2 separate regions of the Danio rerio genome follow, and region 2 is linked to region 1. A link is a contact called in public Micro-C data. All regions are on one chromosome and are shown on one strand. The core of a region is the stretch at or near the end of the contact, and the rest is flanking DNA. Distances in the headings are between cores, read along the strand shown.

Region 1 (4,236 bases), core at 549-3,048:
TGATAACATAATTTATCATTAATATATATATATATATATATATATATATATATATATATATATATATATATATATATATATATATGTGTGTGTGTGTGTGTGTGTGTGTGTGTGTGTGTGTGTGTGTGTGTGTGTGTGTGTGTGTGTGTTTGTGTATATATATATATATATATATATATATATATATATATCCTCCTGAGACCCCGCCCATTGACTTGTGTCCTTCGTAGTGGACATTGCGTTTAAAAGAATTTTCTTTGAATTGTTTGAGCTACTCTGTCAAGTCCTGTTGTACTGTTCAGAGGACATCCTGGGCTTTCTAGTGATATGTCGTTTGGTTTGATTGGCTGGCATGCTAGGAACCACTTCTTACACTGCATCCATAATGGCTGACATCCAAACAAGCACATTTTATGGGAAAGAAAGAGGCATGTAAAATTTAGCTTTTTAAATGTTTTTTTTTTCTGTTATTATTACATATACATTTGTTTATTAAAGTGTCAGGAACAAAAATTAGCTTTCAAAACTGTTAACTTGTTTGTGTTTCAAAATATCATCCTTTTTTAAATGTCCACTATAGTGGACACCAGGACCATCTTAATGTAATTAATGACTGCATGTTGTAGGAGGCAGAACTGAAGCAGAGAGGATTCTTTATAAAATAATTGAGGGAGACTCTGATTTAGAATCTGACAATTAGAGAATTAAAGACAATTAGAGAATGACAATCAGTTTTAAATCACTTTTATGTTAAATTTGTTTTGGATTAACATCACTTCTTTTTCTTTTTTGAGTTCAGCTCTCTTTCAACTAAACTGTTTCAGGAATTTTAATACAAACGGGAAAAATGGCTTTTGTTTTGTTTTCGTTACAATAATATTGGATTAATATCCCTTTACAGCCAATTCCTGAAAAGTTTTGTTGTCTGAAGGGCGGTCGTTTCGAACTAAAATAGTCCTGTTGTCAACTACAGTGGACATGCTGTAAAATTAAAAATAAAAACAAAATGTAAAAACTCTAAATTATAGAATCACAGATTTTTTTTTCTTCGATCGGGTCTCATGTATATATATAAAATTTTCCAGTGAAAAACAAATTAAAACAGGTATGTTGTATGTTCTCTTATACAGCTGGATAACAGAGTAGAAAAAAATTGTTTGCATTGGCCAAAACTGATTAGCTGGAGTCACGCTGAAGCGATAGCCAACAGAGTATACCCAAGACTTCTTCAATATTTTCTCATGTATGATGGCATGGCACTGGCTCAATTATATGGGTCAAATTCTGGACATTTGTCAGTGAGGGGTGGGTCTTTCGAACCAGCAGAACCCCCCTGGCTACGGGCCTGAAATAAAATAAAAAAATGATTTACCCCCCTACCACGTATTTTCCCATCATAACCATTAGTTGAATACTATGTTGTAATCATTCACATATATCATTAAATCAGATCCACCCAATTTAACAGCTGAATTTGGGTTTCTTGTGATGAAATTCATAAATAATAAATGTAATGAATATGTTTATGAAATTTTGTTACATTTTATCACAATATAATTCACACGAGTAGTCAATATTTAATTTGAAACGTTCCAATACATGTCTCACTAGTTAACTTGTATGCAATATTTCCCTTCACATTATCCTTTACTTTGTTATTCCTTTCACCGGCAAAATATAGCTGCCAAATGCGCGTGCAGTGACTCGCGAAGTGTCAAGGTAGTGACGTCTCCGCGCTGCCTGTCGTCGACCACGCGCACTCTGATGCCCCGGATGTGTTTGTGTGCTCTGTTTCTGCAGAGGAGGAGGAGATGCCACTACCCGTGCAGGTCTTTAACTTTCAGGTAAATTAGCGCCTTTTAAATTCTTCTCCGTCGCCCTCCGCAGCACGAGAGCTGGTAGAGGTAGCACACCGAGGCGAAGCGCAGGTGTTTACGGTGTTAAATGCTCCTGTACGGCAGCCGTTGGCTCGTCTAGCGTGAGCTCGTAAGTCACAGCGGCCCTCAGGACGCGGCAGCACTTCTCAAGTTTAGCGGCGGGACGCGTTTATCCGCCCGCGGAGGCACTCCGCTGCACTTTCGACAATAAACACGACCCGCGGAGCTGTTTTGGTGCCCACCCGGAGGGCTCCTGTAGATTTTCTTGCGGTTGTTTGTGATAGACCCGGGTTGAAACTTTCTTTAGCCGGCTAAGTGTATTTAGCAAAGCTATCTCGTTAGCCAGCTGTCTGTTTTGTATCAGTTAGCCAGTGTGCTTGAAATTCAGGTTGGGTCTCCTAACATACTGTAATACATTCACGGAAACCCGTCATTTAGATGTTCCATACCTACATATAATGCTTAAAATACTGTCTGTGTAGGCAGCACACTGGGTTTTGAGAAACAGCCTTCATAATTTGCTTTCAGAAATGATGAAGACACAGAGCACTAAATATTTCAGATTTAAACATTTTCGCTTTTTATGACAGAAATGTTTAAATGCAATTGAGCTTTTCACATTTTAGTGATATTTTTATTTTAGAAACACTAGACCTGTTTAGTTACTAGAATACCGTTTATGAAACTGTAAGTTACATTACAATGAACCCACTTTGTTTTTGCAGAGAAAGTCTGCTCTAATGTAATGTTAAATTTAGATATAGCCATTAATGTAACCACTAGACATGCTGATATTCTACAATACAGTATATAGGCATGGGATGATAACAGTGTTCAATGTATTCCCCAGTTTGGAAAAGTCAAGGTTTTAAAACCTTCAAAATATTTGTAATATCATTCCTAAGGTATGAGTAAGGTTTTTTTATTTACATTTTTTTTTTTTTTTTAGGACAACAGTATCTCCAGCAGAAAAGATATCCAAAGATGTCGTTTTAACGTGTACATTTTTTTGTGTGTGTTTTTGAAACTAATGAAGACCGCAGAAGTCCATTATTCATTTGAATTATTCAGCCTGACATGTTTACCACTCCAAAATATTTTAAATGTTCCTCACAATAAAATATATTGTGTTCAAAGGGGCAAAATGTTTTTTTGTTTTTTTACCCAGACTTTTAAAAATATTTTAGCGCAGTAATCTTAATACCGTCATACCATGAAATCGTGATATTAATATCCAAGGTTAACATACATCAGAATCTTATACCCGCTCATGCCTAACAGTATATCCTGATAATTAGCATGTATGATTTTATTTTGAGCACTTCAAAATATTGTGTATAATGGTTTTATGAATATTCAGATTGTTGTACTACTACTGGTAGTGGTGTTCATCACAGCACCAAATGCTTGAACACTTGATAGCATAAACATTTTAAAATGAACATAGTAACGTTACCATTTTCAAATATTAAGGGGATAGTTGACCCAAACTAATAATTCTGTCATCATTTACTCATGCTTTACTTGTTTCAAACCTTTAAGTTCTGTTAAACACTAATAAAGATATTTTGATAAACTGTAAACCTGTAAGTATCGACTTTCATAGTGTTAGATTTTCTGACTAGGGAAGTCAATGGTTACAGGTGCTTAGCTCTTTTCAAAATATCTTATTTTGTGTTCAGCAGAGGAAAGAAACTTTCTAAAGATTTGAAACCACTTAGGGTAGAGTTTCCTTTAATGTGGAGATTTAATGTAGAGTAATGTGGCATACACAATGCCAAAGATATTTATTCAAATCTTATTCTTTATAGGCCTCTTGTTTACAATACCTTTTCAATTAGTTTGCATTTGTTAACAGTAGTACAATAAACTAAACTGGCGATGACACTTGTAAAGCATTTATTTATGGTTTGGTTGATTTTAATGTTACTCCTAATTTTACATTTATATAATAAAGAATTAAACAACATGTATGTCTTTTTATCAGCCTCTTAAAGTAACCCTTTTTAGCATATTATGCTAATATCATGATAATACCATATAAAATGTTGGCACTTAAAGAACATTTGATGCCATATTATCTGGTTAACTCTGCTTTGAGTGTAATATTTTGAAGAATAAAGTCATTAAAAAAAACTAAACTAATTAAATATTGAAGCAATATTTACCTCTTGATGTCTGTGAATTGATTTGATAGCATGCATCAAAATTCAATATGTTTGCAAATGTACTTGCGGCCACTTTTATCTCACCGTGCAGATAATGATCACTTCAAAAGTATAAACCTTTTTCTTTTTGGCTGGTTTATATTCATGTATTCATTGACTTGTTATGTCTTCGAACTGCTGCCGTCCCACTG
Region 2 (4,236 bases), core at 1,121-3,620, 170 kb before region 1:
ATTCATGTTTTTGTGATTACAGAAATAAAATATTATATTTCTGAACTGAATAATAAAAAAAGCTATTATTAAGAGAATTTTTTTTTAAATAAATGACTTTAGTTTATCTTGATTTTATCATATTGGGATTATATTAGGATTAGATTTTTTTACTTTGAGAACCACTGAACCAATATTGAGAACCAATGATTTTTGTTTAAAAAAAATCCCATTGAGGTGCAGTAGGTAGTGCTGTTGCCTCACAGCAAGAAGGTAGCTGGTTTGATCCTCTGCTCAGTTGGCGTTTCTGTGTGGAGTGTGCATGTTCTCCCTGTGTTCGCGTAGGTTTCCTCCGGGTGCTCCGGTTTCCCACACAGTCCAAAGACGTGCAGTACAGGTCAATTGGGTAGACTAAATTGTAGTGTATGAGTGTGTGTAAATGAATGTTTATGGATGTTTCCCAGAGATGGGTTGTGGCTGGAAGGGCATCCGCTGCGTAAAAACGTGCTGGATAAGTTGGCGGATCATTCCGCTGTGGCGACCCCAGATTAATTAAGGGACTAAGCCAACAAGAAAATGAATGAATGAAAATCCCATTGACTTTGACTGAAATTGATATTTTAAACATTTATGGTTGATTAACAAAGTTTACATCTCATACAAATAATGTCATGCATTCAAAACATTCCAACTTCCAATTTCTATGTTAGCAAAACATGCTAATTTTTCTCAGGTATTCTCAGAAAAGGGTTTAGGTAATGTGTTAAATATGTTGAAACAAATACAGTCAAAATCTAAATTAAGTAAAAGTTGTTATCTGGGATAACCAGTAACAAACAATTTGAAGTTAAAAACAATCTTCAAAGACAACATATGTCAATACAAGGCTGTTTAAGGGACTGCTTTGGTTCCAGAAAAAAAAAGTGCTTCAATATTTTGTTTAACCACAAAGTAACTAAAGTATTAAAATGAATGCGCATATTTATATAGGCTATAAAAATCTTTCTGAACAAGTGTCTCATATCTGAAACGGCCATCACAGCTTCAGTCTTGTGACATCCTGGGTAAATATTAACATTTTTACACAGGAGGGAAAGTTTTTAGCTTTTATCATTCCTATAAGGAAGTATCTACCGAAAACGTGTTTTCTATGCTGCGTTTTCAAGTACAACTAATGATTAGGTATACTTTTGCTATATAAAAAAATGAAGTCACATAATCTGACATTTTGTATAGGTAATCCCTTTTGTTTCTGAAGGATCATGGCTCCATTCCCATGTTGTCGATGCCCACCTTCTGTCGTCTTGGCTATAATGTGGAAACAGTAGCAGTCACCACAGATGTTATATGACCGTATTGTTTTATTAATCTACAGATATGTTATCATTCTGACCTTCTCATCACAGCAGCAGCAGCAACAGCAGCGAATGAGGACCAAGATGACCAGCAGGAGGACCATACCTGTGAAATGGTTAATATTGTGGAATTCTTAATCATTTAATAATATATTATTATTATTGTTGTTTGCTTTGCTTTGCTTAATTTTACAAACCTATGAAGATGAAGAAAATGGCAAATGAGGCAATGTCCCAGTCTGACTGAAACATCTGTTTTGATTGTAGTCTTGAGACCACATCATTGAACTGGTTCTCAAAGTCCTGTTGAATGCTTTTGTCCATGACTTCAGTCAGAATGGTCCCGCTTATTAAACACTGTTGACAGATATTTGAAACGGACATCAAGAAAAATGAAAAAAAAAAAAAAACTGATGCCACAAACTAAACCAACCTGTTTACCAAGAAACAAGTATGCAAATGACACTGAATACACAGTCTGGATGTGTTTTTTTTCTTCTTCTAGCGTTCGTCTAAAAGAAACAAACTTAAAGGTACTTAAAAATAACAACTAAAATAATGTAGTATAACCCTGTTTTAAACTAGTAATAACATATTTTGAATCACTAAAACAGGAACTTGCATTACCGGCTAAGTTTTAGTCACGGCAATATTTTACCTAATAGTACTTCTTATTTCAGACAAACTTAAACATTATAAGCTCGAATTTTCACTTTTATAAATAAGTATACACTATCCTTTCTTTATTAAGCCGGTTGTCACTGAATAACCACAGTTACTGTTAGGCTAAAATCGCATGACACTCTTGTAGACTCGTACGTACTAAACTAAAATGTATGCTACAATCATTCAGATCTACTTGTATTCTACTTCATAAACTGTGTATTTTCGATCAAATATATATCGGTCACTCACCTGTTGTGTTTGTTTGTCGTATTTCCGGGTTACAGAGCAACACCTGTCTCGGGGAACTGAAAGCGGCTCATGCAGGATGTTTGTTGACCCGCTGAGGTGATTTTGCGGAAGTGCGACGATCATTTCACAACCAAACTGATCTAGTTTGTGGCTATTTTATTATAGCTAAGGCTACTAACAAAATATTAACTAAATAAAAAACATTAGCTAAACACACAGTCCATGTTAAACATTAAAACAGCTTAGTTATTAAACTATGCATTTAAGATTGCATTAAAGCTGACAAGATGCGATATTTACCCCTGTTTTTTATTTCAATCGTTTTTATTGGTCTTTTGCATGGCAATACAACTTAAATATTGAGAGATAAACAGTAATATAGTCGTCTTTGTTAATCCCATTACCCCTAACCTCTCATTTATTAACTCAATTAGCAAAAAATAGATACATAAATACCAAATTAAGTACATTAAACACATAAGTACATCAGAGAATAACTGGATACAGATGGGAGGTGGATAATTATAAAATGTAATAATAATATAAAAATTTTGATGATTATAATATTATTATTATTGTTAATAATAGCCTAATAATGATAATAATTAATTAAAAAAGAAACTTAAAGTCTGAAACAGTAAAAAACGCCACTCTTGTAGGGGGGAAAGTGTGTTTCCACTTTAGAAGTATGGCAGGTCTAGCTAAAATTGTGGTAAAGGCAAAAACCTTGCTGTCGTGGACTGTCAAATGAGGTCCAATTGGGATACTCCAAAGACGTTTAGCAAAGGATCAGGGTCTTACCCAGAGATGCCAAAACTGGGGCCTGTGGGCCAAAGTTGGCCCATGGTAACCAAGGAAGAGAGGAAGAATGATAGAGATGGCTTAGAGAATGTCAATTCAAATCTAATGTATACTTTTGGTTTATTGTTTTAAAAACTAAATTAAATTAAATGTTTCAATTAAATGATGTGAATTAATCAGATTTAGCTTAAATGTACATACTGTCACCTGATGATGAGGACAAATCAAGTCAAAGGCAGGTTTGGCTTGACTAGTATATTCAGCATTGAACTCCATTGTATATTATAAATATGATTGTTCATGTTTTTATTGCAATAAGTTATAATTTTAAATGTTAAACTGCATCTGTTATATAGTTTAAAGTAATGGTTTGTAATAAATTGTGAAATAACCATGGCAACTTTAATGAAAAATAGTTTGGTATATTTATCTTTTTTGCACCCCTGCCCCCTGTTTTCTTTTTTAATATATATAAACATGACAGATTGAGCTTCTGAGTAGGTAGCACAAATCATCAGAAAACTGTCATATTAGGCTACTAAGTGATTATACTAAGGTATTACTGAAAGAAAGAAAGAAAGAAAGAAAGTTAGCACGGTTGTCCTGCGAGACACGAAATTTCGTTTCTCTGGATGTCCACAAATTTAGCAGAATCAGGCCTGTAGCCAGTCTGGTGAAAGGGGTGGTTCTTTTTTCTCAAAAATTGGACCTATTTGCAGTTATACGCCTCAGTTTCTATTTTACTATGAGATTTAAATACTGCATTTTTGTATTTTTTTGTTGTTGTTGCTGGATTAGCTGATCAGATGTCATCAAAACAACACTTTTTGATGTACTAAAAATATTTCCTAAAAATTGCAATAAAACAAATTAAAACAAGACTAATTTTTAAAATACAAATTTATAACAAATATCATTAGGAAAAAATACCAGTCTGTTAAACTTTTAAAGTTAAAAAAAACAAAACTGTAGCCTGCTATAATTTATTAGACAAAAAACAAACTGGCCAGCACATGCAACTGTACTCAGTCACAATTAATAAAAGATATTAATTAAAACAATAATAATAATAATAATAATAATAATTATTATTATTATTATTATTATTATTATTATTATTATTATTATTATTGGTATTATAAATTCTTCAGAATTTTTCTAGTCTCTTTGGTAAAAAAGTACATTT

Evidence for each region. A called contact is a pair of places that touch in the nucleus more often than the background predicts.
Region 2: a Micro-C map of caudal fin shows a contact between it and region 1, with 4 times the contacts expected there. The contact joins the promoter of si:ch1073-443f11.2 here to the promoter of gps1 in region 1. A contact is called at or near these places in 2 of 18 Hi-C or Micro-C datasets (caudal fin and an unstated tissue) and 1 of 4 datasets of contacts at active chromatin or transcription factors (embryo).

Annotation. Positions count from the first base shown.
Region 1 is chr3:35,102,842-35,107,077 of GRCz12tu, reverse strand. It overlaps gps1 (G protein pathway suppressor 1), which reads left to right and starts at 1,798. Exons shown (of 14, transcript NM_001077759.1): 1 at 1,798-1,844. The coding sequence starts at 1,812.
Region 2 is chr3:35,272,751-35,276,986 of GRCz12tu, reverse strand. It overlaps si:ch1073-443f11.2, which reads right to left and starts at 2,370. Exons shown (of 4, transcript NM_001271773.2): 1 at 2,250-2,370; 2 at 1,532-1,691; 3 at 1,373-1,440; 4 at 592-1,287. The coding sequence starts at 1,658. The coding sequence ends at 1,240.